Regions from separate parts of the Sus scrofa genome. Here region 2 is linked to region 1. Evidence: chromatin contacts called from public HiChIP or PLAC-seq data. All regions are on one chromosome and are shown on one strand. Each heading gives the region's core, a stretch centred on a gene start, on an enhancer-like site or on the middle of the called end of the contact. The rest is flanking DNA. Distances are from core to core; before and after follow the strand shown.

The links. HiChIP or PLAC-seq counts read pairs in DNA pulled down with a chosen protein or histone mark.
Region 2: an H3K27ac HiChIP or PLAC-seq map of alveolar macrophages shows a contact between it and region 1. The contact joins the promoter of DEPDC1B here to the promoter of NDUFAF2 in region 1. A contact is called at or near these places in 3 of 47 Hi-C or Micro-C datasets (liver, mesenteric adipose tissue and skeletal muscle) and 1 of 2 datasets of contacts at active chromatin or transcription factors (alveolar macrophages).

Annotation. Positions count from the first base shown.
Region 1 is chr16:39,767,078-39,772,781 of Sscrofa11.1, reverse strand. NDUFAF2 (mimitin, mitochondrial) reads right to left here and starts at 2,384. Exons shown (of 4, transcript XM_021077006.1): 1 at 2,162-2,384. The coding sequence starts at 2,288. It overlaps ERCC8 (DNA excision repair protein ERCC-8), which reads left to right and starts at 2,452. Exons shown (of 12, transcript XM_003133989.6): 1 at 2,452-2,608. The coding sequence starts at 2,532.
Region 2 is chr16:39,555,645-39,561,348 of Sscrofa11.1, reverse strand. It overlaps DEPDC1B (DEP domain-containing protein 1B), which reads left to right and starts at 2,604. Exons shown (of 11, transcript XM_003133987.6): 1 at 2,604-3,618. The coding sequence starts at 3,364.

The DNA of each region.
Region 1 (5,704 bases), core at 1,135-3,634:
CTACTGACACATGGATGAATCTCAGTTGCACTATACCATGTGAAATAAGCTAGATTCAAAAGACTACATCCTGTGTAACTCCATTTATATGATATTCTAGAACAAGCAAAACTTTACGAACATAAAACAGATCAGGGGTTGCCCAGGGCTGGGTATAAGGTGAGGGAATGAGCTACTAAGGGGTAGGAGGGACTTTGGTGGTGAGGGAACTGTTCTATATGTTGATTGAGGTGATACTTAAAGGACTCTATGCATCTGCAAAAATCATAAAATCCTAGGAGTTCCTTGGTGGCTCAGCGGGTTAAAGACCAGGCGTGTTCACTTCTGTGGCTATGGTTACAGCTCTGTGGCCCTAGAACTTCCACATGCCACAGGCCCAGCCAAAAAAACCCCCAAAACCCTACATCAAAAAGAACGAATGTTACTGTATGTAAGTTACACGTTAATAAAAAGAAAAAAAAGGAGGTCTATCTAATGTTTTCTTTTCTTTTTCCTTTTTTTTGGCTGCTTGTGGCATCTGGAAGTTCCTGGGCCAGGGCCTGAATCCAGAGAGGCAGCTGTGGCAAGGCAGAATCTGCTGGGTGGAGGATCAAACTGGCTCCTCCACAGCAATGGGAGCAACTGCAGTCTGATTCTTAACCCACTGCGCCACAGCAGGAACTCTCACTGTCTTCACATTTTTTAAAATGTTACTCAATAATTTATGGAGGAGTTCCCGTCGTGGCGCAGTGGAAAAAAATGGGACTAGGAATCATGAGGTTGCAGGTCTGACCCCTGGCCTTGCTCAGTGGGTTAAGGATCCCACATTGCTGTGAGCTGTGGTGTAGGTCAGATCTGGCGTTGCTCTGGCTGTGTCATAGGCAGACAGCTGCTGCTCTGTTTAGACCCCTAGCCTGGGAACCTCCACATACCCCAGGTGCAGCCCTAATAATAATAACAACTTATGGAAAAGAAACACCTTTCACCCTGCTTGCAATCTGTCAAGAAATACTTCACCACCAAGCTAGGTTATTTACTGCTCTATTAGAATCTACATGTTCATTAGAGAAACAAGTCTAAAATATTAAGTTACAGAAAAGGGCTAGGCAAAACAAGTTTGAGTTATAAATCCAGCAACACACTTTACCTGTGGCTCCACTAGGAATGAAGGAGAAATCCTCTGTCAGGCGTTAAAGGAAATGAACAGAACACAATTTTGAAAGGTCTTAGTGCTTCTCAATATTGTTGCTATTATTATCATCTCTAACTTTGAGGTGAAGATACTAAGACTTGGGGAGGATAAATATTTTGTCCATGATCCCTCAGCTATTAGGTATCAAAGTCGAGATTCTTACCCAAACGTTTCTAAACCCAAAGCTTGAGATCTTCTGAAATCGTGATGTTTGAACAATACAGCTTATGACGGCTGCCACGTGGTGTGATTTCAATGGACAGGAAGGTCCCTACCTCCCCAAACACCAAGACTTTGCACATTCCTACACAGAAGTACGGTTAGAACCATGTATCTTAAAGTGAGCTCAACAAGTTTCTGGAGGGCAACCTCGCAGTAAAGGTAACCTGGAGCCTTGCGGGTATCTTCTTCCATACTGTCACTGTACATGGACCTACTTCAAACAGTTTTGGCCATAAGGAAGGTGACGCATGGGGCCAATGCCAAAGTCACGGGGAAAAAAAGATTAACGCTAAGAAAGATGAGAGCGGAGGCGCTGAAAATACACCTCTTAAATTACTTCACGCCGGCCTGCTCCCAAAGCCGGCACGGAGGAGGAAAGGCACTTCCCCGCCACTTCAAGCACCTTTGGTAAAAGGCCTCAGTGGACTAGTCCCCGTCTACGTCGCCCCATGGTAAACACCCACACTGGGGCGCCCTCCACCTGCAAGACTGTAGGTGCTGGGCGAAGGGTGAGTGCGGTGCTAGCGCCAGCCGCGGCAGGCTGCGGACCCCGGCGCTGCAGCTGAGGTACCTCGGTCACACATGGGGCCGCTCACCCAGAGCGGACGCAAAGCCAGCGGCCAGAGTGGAGGGGGCGGCGAGATAACCAACTCGGGTTGTGCACTCTGGTGATTATCACAAGTGCCGCACGTCGCTTTAGTTAACTAGACGCTCCCCCTTTCCTCTCACTTCGTGACCGCGCAACCTGCGCCCCTGCCCACATCTCACCTCTCCAGTTCTTGTGCTCCGGGATATAGTAGTATTTGTTCCCGAACCGGTCTGTGCCCACTTGCTCCTTCACTTCCTTCGACAGTGCTCGCCACAAGACGCGGAACAAACCCTGAGGCCAGCCCATGTTTCCGGATCACCTTCCAGCGCCAGTAGCGGTAAGACCTGCCGGGATCCAGGCTACCAAGGGGAGAACGCCCCCGCCGCCGACCCCGCCCACCGGCTGAGAGCAATCCACCCTCTAGTAACGGCACTCACCATTGGTGGGATCGCATCATGCTTAACCAATGTGAGACTCCGCTGCTACACCCGCTGCCTCCGAGTTCTGTCATGGCGGCGTCCAGCTCTCCACCTGGGGTAAAAGGAAGGGATGCTAGGGTTTTTGTCGGCGCGACAAGCGGGTTTGGAGGACCCTCTTCGCCTACGGAGAGCGGAGTCCACACGGAGGTAAAGAAAACCTTAGTTTTTTTCTAGTACGCCAGTTAAAATCTGAACCAATGGCTATGTTAGCCTTGCTCATACTTTCCCTCCTCATTATCCTTTTACTCCCACCACGCTCGACTTTACTCCTGTGTCTTGAAAAAATAAAATATCTGTTGTATACCTGTAGTCAGGTGGGTACCATCGTGAAATCGGGTGAAGGCGCTATAAACCTAATGAGGATATTTTTGTGGTTTTTTTAATTCGCTATTTTATGATTGAGTGTTGTGCCAATTTCTGCTGTATAGAAAAGTAACTCAATTATACAGGCACACACACATTCTTTAAATTTGCGGGTTTTTTATGTTTTGGTTTGTTTTGGTTTTTGGCCCGGCCTGGGACATAGGGAAGTTCTAGGGCCAGGGATCCAACCCTAGCCACAGTTGTAACCAGAGCCACAGCAGTGACAAGGCTGAATCCTTAACCGACTGGGCCACCAGGGAACTCCCGAGGATATTTTTGTTTTACTTTATTCCTTCTCCCTCCTTCCTTCCTCACCTCCCAAGGAGTAACTCTCCTCCAAGAATTCCGTCTTTCATTCTGTCGATGTATTTAGTGAGATCCTTCTGTGTGCTAAGCAATATGTTAAAGGCAGAGCACGGGCCAGAAATGAACAAAGTTTAACGTAACTACAGCAGAGGATTCAGCAGAGAGAGGGCCACTGACAAAAGATGAAGCTGGAGAAGTAGGCAGAGGCAAGATGAGGAAGAGACTTGTGTGCTTGGTTGAGAGGTATGAAGATGAGAATAAAGTGACAAGTATTGCATTTTGTCATCTGCTTGGAGAATGAATTGAAGTTCAGAGCAAGACTGGGAGCTAAGTTAGGTAACTTGCAAGGAGAGAGTTGAGCCAGGGACTTGGCAGTTGGAACAAAGAGGATGAAGATACTTGAAAAATAAGAAATGCAGTCACCATGGAAATTAATTGGATATAGGAAAATGATGAAAAGGGAGGAATCAGCAATGATTCCCAGCTATGTGCCTTGTGTGGCAGGGTGAATCATGGTGTTATCTTTTCCCAAAGAGGGAGCAAGTTTTACTTTAATTTTGCTCATACTGATTTTTCCCATATTGCTGTCAAGGAACTTGTGAAGATTTCACTTGGAGAGTGGAGTAGACAGTTGCATATATACGTTTGATGCTCAGGAGAAATTTAGGTATCTTTAATGCAAGATGATATGTGAAGCAAGGGGGACATAAGATTTCCTAGCCACTATTTGTGGAGTAAAGAGAGAGAAGCTATTCAATGATAAAAAAAACCTGAAAAATATTAACACTTAAAGTTAAGCAGAAAATGAGATTGCAGAGGAACTGAAAAGGAGTAACCGGAGGGATAGAAGGAAAATCAGGGTAATGAGGTATCATGGCTGCTAAGGGAAGACTGTCTAAAGAGGAAGTTATCAAATGTGTCAGTCGCTGCTCCCAAATCCCTTCTTTGCTCTCAATGGTTCTCCATCCCATTACTCTGCTTTATTTTCTTCATTCAGTTTATTGCCACCGAAATTGTATATGTGTTTATTTTCTTGGTAGTATATTGTCTCCTTAATCCTGGTATTCCAATTGCCTGGAAGAGGGTTTGGCATTATGATCTTAATAATAATCTTAATAATTAATGGGGAAAATTACAGTTGTTCTGTGACTTTAAAATTTTTTCGTCAAAACACTAGAATACTCTGTTATGTATGGATAGGGAAATGAAAAAAATAGTAAAACTAACACTTAATACACTTTAAGTAAAATACTATGTTTCAGCCCTAAAAAAAGGCCAAAAAAAAAGTAATTTGAATAGTGCTTGTCTTTCTAATCATTGCACAACTTACAGTATAAGCTGAGCATCTTTTCTATACATTAGCTAATTATTACATTCCTTTCTAAGTTTGTATCAGATTCCAACATTTTTTCCTTTACATCCTCAATGTCATGAAATATCTCAGAGCTTTTTTAATGTGAAGATTTTTGCCAGTGTCTCTTCCTCTAGGACATCTTCAGCCTTTTCATCACAAACACTTTTCCTCATTTATATTGATAAGTTTGCCTTCCTTGGTCTGCTCATCTAGAGTTCCTAAAATGGCAGCAGAGTCAACAGTCCCATAGTCACCTATATCTTCCATAATTCCATTTACATTCAATTTGAGTTTCACTTCCAGCATTATCACTTTGTGTTGCTTTCGTACACTTTAGTTTTATTTCCCGGTTCCTTCATTCAGTTATGTGTTTTGAGAAATTCCTTGTGGGTTTATCTCAGGGACATGATGGTAACAAAGCTAAATGCTGTGTATGAACTGAATAACAAATGTACAGTGATCATCCAAGACTTTGAAGGAAATCATTCCAAGTGGTCACCAATTATAATGTGCATGTTATTTTCATAATCTTTTGTGAACTGAAAAGCAATTACCAAACCTTGTTCTTTATGCTATTACTCACAGTAAATATACCACAATAACTGAGATTTAAATCATGTCATGGTCTGGTATTAACTCAATCATGCTAGCTGAAATTCACATATATCAGACGATGCGAAATAAGAACTACTTGTATATTTAAGTTAAAGTGTTTAAGGTAGTTTGTTTTTTTTTCTTTGATTCCCCTCATTAGTTGTGTGGGGTTCTTTTGGGGTTTTTTTTGCTTTTTGGGGTCTCACCCGCGACGTATGGAAGTTCCCAGGCTAGGGGTCAAATTGGAGCTACTGCTGCTGGCCTATGCCATAGCCACAGCAACTTGGTATCGGAGCTGCTTCTGCACCCTACACCACAGCTCACGGCAAGGGTGGATCCTTAACCCACTAAGCGAGGCCAGGAATCTACTCCCACCTCCTCATGGATCCTAGTGGGTTTCGTTAACTGCTGATCCACGAAGGGAACTCCCGAGTCGTGCTTTAGTTTAAATAAACAACTATACAGTCCTGTTTTAGTCAAGAATATATCTACTGTAATTTGCCCTAGCTTCTTGTCATTGGCTATGGTCAAAGGTATGAACACTAAAATGCAGGGTTTACAATTCAAAGTCTCCTTTTTTATTTTACAACTTTTTTGAGGTACAATAACATACAGTAAATTGCACA
Region 2 (5,704 bases), core at 1,355-3,854, 210 kb after region 1:
CAGTACTTTTTTTATTCTGCTGAAATAAAATTCATAAATGGCCATGCATACATATATACCTACACGTAATGAAAATTAACACAATATTCTTTTGTGCAAAGTAAAATTTAAAGGAAGTAATTTATAATAAAACAATATTCATTTCAAAGTTTAACTAAATATCAGAGTTTTCAGTGGGTTAAGGATCCAATGTAGTCAATGCAGCAGCTCGGGTGGCTGCTGTGGCATGAGTTAGATCCTTGGGCTGGAAACTTTTCTGCATGCCACAGGGGTGGCCAACATTTTTTTTTTTGTGTGTCTTTTGTCTTTTTTAGGGCCACACCACGGCATATGGAGGTTCCCAGGCTAGGGGTCGAATCGGAGCTGTAGCCACAGGCCTACGCCAGAGCCACAGCAACGCGGGATCCGAGCCGCGTCCGCAACCTACACCACAGCTCACGGCAACGCCGGATCGTTAACCCACTGAGCAAGGGCAGGGACCGAACCCGAACCTCTGGTTCCTAGTCGGATTCGTTAACCACTGCGCCACGACGGGAACTCCCCAATTTTTTTTTTAAATAAATACCTAAGCATGATTACATCAGAAAGAAATAATGAAATAGGCAAGTACTTACATCTTCTTATAAAAATTAATTTGGCTTAAAGAGAAGTAAAGATAAAGCCAACTAAATATTGTTGTAATTTTCCCTTATATTTGGTATTTTGAAATAAGGACTAAGTAAGTATATAGCATCTTTATTTATAATTTCCATGAACTGAGCAGTTACAGATACAGAATGACCCAAATATGTTTTAAACATCACAAACTGCACTGCCATCATTGATGATCTTGTGACATGGTGAAAAACTTTTAGTACAGTCCCAAACGAGACAGAGTATGATATTCCTGGAAACTTCAGTGTGCATTCAAACTGGCCCAAACTATTCTTTTTTTTTTTTTTTTTTTTCTTTTTTGTCTTTTGTCTTTTTAGGGCCACACCCCGTTGCATATGGAGGTTCCCAGGCTAGGGGTCAAATTGGAGCTTTAGCTGCTAGCCTACACCACAGCCACAGCAACTCAGGATCTGAGCCTAGTCTGTGACCTACACCACAACTCAGGGCAACACTGGATCCTAACCCACTGATTAAGGCCAGGGATCGAACCTGCGTCCTCATGGATACTAGTCAGTTTTGTCAACCACTGAGCCACAACAGGAACTCCTGGCTCAAACTATTCTTTATTTTACACGTAAAACAGAGTTAGGTTCTAGGCTCAGATAATTACAAACAGGTTTTTCACTTACCTGAGTATCCAATGGACACTAAAAATCACACAGAACATGGGCCAATTGTAGGTTGTGTGCCCTGACTTAAGAATCAGAGGATATCTCTCCCCTAGTCTCTACCCCCAAAATACCAGTGTGGCCCTCCTCTCTTTTTGAAAACCAGAAAACCTAACAAATGCCCCAAATGCTCCCAGAAGCTGGAGCTCCTTCATTTGATAACCATTATCCTAGAGGTAGAAGATAAAAAAAATAAGTAAATATATTTAAGTGCTCAGAAGGAAATAAAATGGTGCAAGAGTGTGTGAGTGTGTGTGTGTGTGTGTGTGTGTGTGTGTGTGGCTTTTCTATACAGGAAGGTCGAGGAAGGCTTTTCTAAAGTTGGCAGCATATGATTTGAGACCTGAATGGTGAGAGACGGCCTTGCAAAGTACTGGGGCAAGAATGTTCCTGGCGGGGGAAGCCAGCAAAGACTGTGAGGTGAGAACCCAAAGAGGATCATCATGTTGCCTAGGGCAAGAGACAGAAAGCACTGATATTTTAGGGCAGAGAGAGGGTGAGAAATTTCTCAGTTATTTTTATGTGATGCTGAAAAGCTGGTAGATGATCAGCTGCCCAGTTTAAACTACATTCACAAAGACTGTCTCAGTGGCCTCTGATATGTGGATTATTGGGAGATATGCCTTTCCAGTAAAAGGAATTATATTTATTGTCTACGGTTCATGACAGACTCTTCAGAAAATGCTCAGGAAGCAGGGCATAATGTTTTCTTCCCTCCTTTTTTTTTTTTTTTTTTGTCTTTTCTAGGGCCGCGCCCATGGCATATGGAGGTTCCCATGCTAGGGGTCTAATTGGAGCTACATCTGCTGGCCTAAGCCACAGCCACAGCAACTCCAGATCAGAGCCATGTCTAAGACCTACACCACAGCTCACAGCAACACCAGATCCTTAACCCACTGAGCGAGGCCAGGGATTGAACCCACAACCTCATGGTTCTAGTTGGATTCGTTAACCACTGAGTCACAACGGGAACTCCCCTTCCTTCCTTCCTTTCTTGTCATTTTGTCTTTCTAGGGCCACACCCATGGCATATAGAGGTTCCCAGGCTAGGTGCCCAATTGGAGCTACAGCTGCTGGCCTACACCAGAGCCACTGAAACAGGGGATCTGACAGCATCTTTGACCTACACCACAGCTCAGGGCATCTCAGGATCCTTAACCCACTGATGGAGGTCAGGGATGGAATTTGTGTCCTCATGGCTGCTAGATTTGTTTCCTCTGAGCCACGTGGAAGATGGGAACTCCTGTATTGCCTTTTCTGATTACAAAAGTAATATATATGTATCATCTCAGGAATTTTGAGGGCTTTCTAAAATGCAGCTGAGGACATACCTAAAGCAGCAAAGGGAGGAAGAGTATTAACAGAGGGTGGGAGTCTGATCCTTTGCTCTTTCTCATGATATTGCATCCTGAATACTCGCTCAGGTGACCAGATTTGAATTTTGAACTCTAGTAGTAGGTATAGAGTGGTGACTTCATTTGTCCCTTTAAACAATTGCAAATTAGACAATCAATTCCTAGCGGGAAAATTCTAAGCAGCAAAAAAAAAAGGCTCACAGCCCTGTGGCAAAAGACTGAAAATTTCAGTCCAGTCCAAAAAAACAAAGAAAAATTCCAGGGAAAGATGAGTCTACCAAAAAAAAAAAAAAAAAAACAAAAAACAAAAAACCCCACAAAAAACACACAAAAAACAAACAACAACAACAACAACAAAAAACTACACAGGAAGCTGAATCGGGCTCTTTCCCAGCTCTTTAGTGTTCTAATTCGCTGTCGACACTCCCTGTGGCCAAGTGCTCTTATCTAGCTTTTTCAAGCGTTCCTCCATTTGAAGAGTCTGTCCACTCGCCTCATTTCACCACCTGCTTCTCCCAATCTCAGTTGCACCGCCAGGTTCACGGTGCACTTGGAAGGGTGGACAGGAATTTATCTATTCAGTGCGGCTCGGCTTCGGTCACTGAATTACACAGGTCCATCGATCCTTCGTGCGGAGACTGCCTGCGACTGGGTGCGGGGGCTCCTCCACTGTAGCTGTGAGCCTAATGATCGCAAGCCTGCGGGAGGTCTCCGAGGAGACGCCCACCTCCCGCTCCCTGGGTTACCGGCGGTCCCGCCCCTCAGTTCCCGTCACGTGCCGCCGCGCCGCCCAATCAGCGCCCGAAGCGCGCACGCTCAGGATTCAAACTGCGGCGCCTGGGGCTTTCGGGGATTCCACTTGGTGCGGCTGCAGCCCCGGCTGCATGAGGGCCATGGAGCACCGCATCGTGGGGCCTGGGCCATACCGGGCCACCAAGCTGGTGAGTATACGTGCGGGAGTCTGGGCGGAGCCTCCGGCTCCGCGATCTCTGGCCTGACTGCCAACCGCGTACTCAGTCCTAGCTTCTTCAGGGCAGGCCAGGCCTACCTAGGTCTGGGGGCGGAGGTGTTTCAGGTCCGCGGCGGTGTTCCTGGCAGATGCCCAAAGAAAGGCTAACCAGCCGGCCCCCTCCTGTCGGGGGGAGGGGGCAGCTTTAATCCCGAGAAATTGGCTGGGTTGTCGCCAATCAACGGCTTCTCCCAATTTAAAGCTCCGGGAAAACAAGGGTGACACTCCCGCTCCCTTCTCCTTGCCCTCCGGAGTCCAGCGCCTCCAGCTGGGAGAGGAAAGGCCCAGTCCGTGACTTTAGGGCCACCCACCTCCTGTAACTCTCACCCTTCGCTGAAGTCCTGGCAGGGCGTGTATCCGTCCTGAGTGCCAATTGTGGTGACACTTGAGGTTCTAACGGTGCCCACAATATAAGAGAATCGCCCTGGCAGTTTCCGGCTCCTGACGTTTCTGTTTTTGTCAGCACCCACCTTAAAGAGGGGTGTGGCCCCGGACTGGTGGTTTTAAAGAGCCTTTGCTGACCCTGATGGCCATGGTTGCTGCCTTTTTTCCTGGGTGAAGATATTTGGTAATCACAGTTCTGAGGCATACTTCCTATCTTTGTGACCTGGAGCTTTTGTGATTTTAGCGATTTCCGTTTCAACGGATTACGTGGTGGAATAAGTGGTGATAATTTGATAATGTCCCTGGCTGGTTACAGATGACTTTCTGTGAAAGCTTAATGGTGATTTGGGAGGAAGGGACTGCTCTCCTTGGTCTTCACCTCTTCTGGCGACAGCTGACTTTGGAATTAGGCTCATTGTTCTATGCAGCCTAGTGGATTTCCAGAAAGAGTGAGAACAGGATAGGAGGAGTTTTTGCACTCTTTGCAAACATTCTGCTACAGACACCCATAATGATTCATTCATTAAAAAAAAATTTCAACACCTAAATTCAGGTTTTCCTTGGGGCTGTTGTCTAAAAGGTATGGATGGTGGTTGCAGGGAGTGAACAGTTTTTTCTTCTTTTTTTTTAATAGTGTTTCTTATTTATGGTATTTATTTATTGATTTATTTATGTATTTATTTTGCTTTTTAGGGCCTCACCCTCAACATATGGAGGTTCTCAGGCTAGGGGTCAAATTGGAGCTGTAGCTGCTGGCCTATCTGCAGCCACAGCAAGGCAGGATCTGAGCCGAGTCTGAGACCTATCCTACAGCTCACGGCAATGCCAGATCCTTAACCCACTGAGATAGGCCAGGATCAAACCTGCGTCCTCATGGATGCTAGTCAGATTCGTTAATCGCTGAACCACAGCAGGAAGTCGTGAAAGACTTTTTTTTTTTTTTTTTTTTTTGTCTTTTTAGGGCTGGACCCATGGCATATGAAAGTTCTCTGACTAGGGGTCGATTTGGAGCTATAGCTGTGGGACTACACCACAGCCACAGCAATGTGGGATCCCTGACCCACCGAATGAGGCCAAGGATTGAACCCATGGATATTAGTCGGATTCGTTTCCTTTGCGCTACAATGGGAACTCCCATGAAAGATATTCTTGATTCTGAATCACATTAAAATATTATCAAAGGAATTTACGAAAAAAGTACTTTGTTCTTCAAAAGTCTTCAGTCCTTAAGTGATATTCAAGTCAAATTTAGCCAAGACTACTGAAGTTAAGGAGAAAATTAAATTATGTGAATAATGAATAAAAACATCTCAGTTTCACCATAATTTCTACTTGTCAATTCAGTTCTCAACATTTTTTCGAGAATCTTGATCTTCAACTAAGATATTTGAAAACATGGAAAACAATAGTTTTTTTTTTTTTTTTTTAAAGTGAGAATTGCTTTACTTATTTATTTGTTTTTTTCTTTAGGGCCACAGGCACGGCTGAAAATTACTTTAAAGTGAGATTTATCAGTGATCTCCCTAGTAATTACAAGTGCTTTTGCCCCATTGTAAAATGTTTCCCCAAGCATAATTCAATTGTGTTTTGAAGCTTTTATCAGGTAAATCATAAAGCTTGTGATGGGTCCTCTT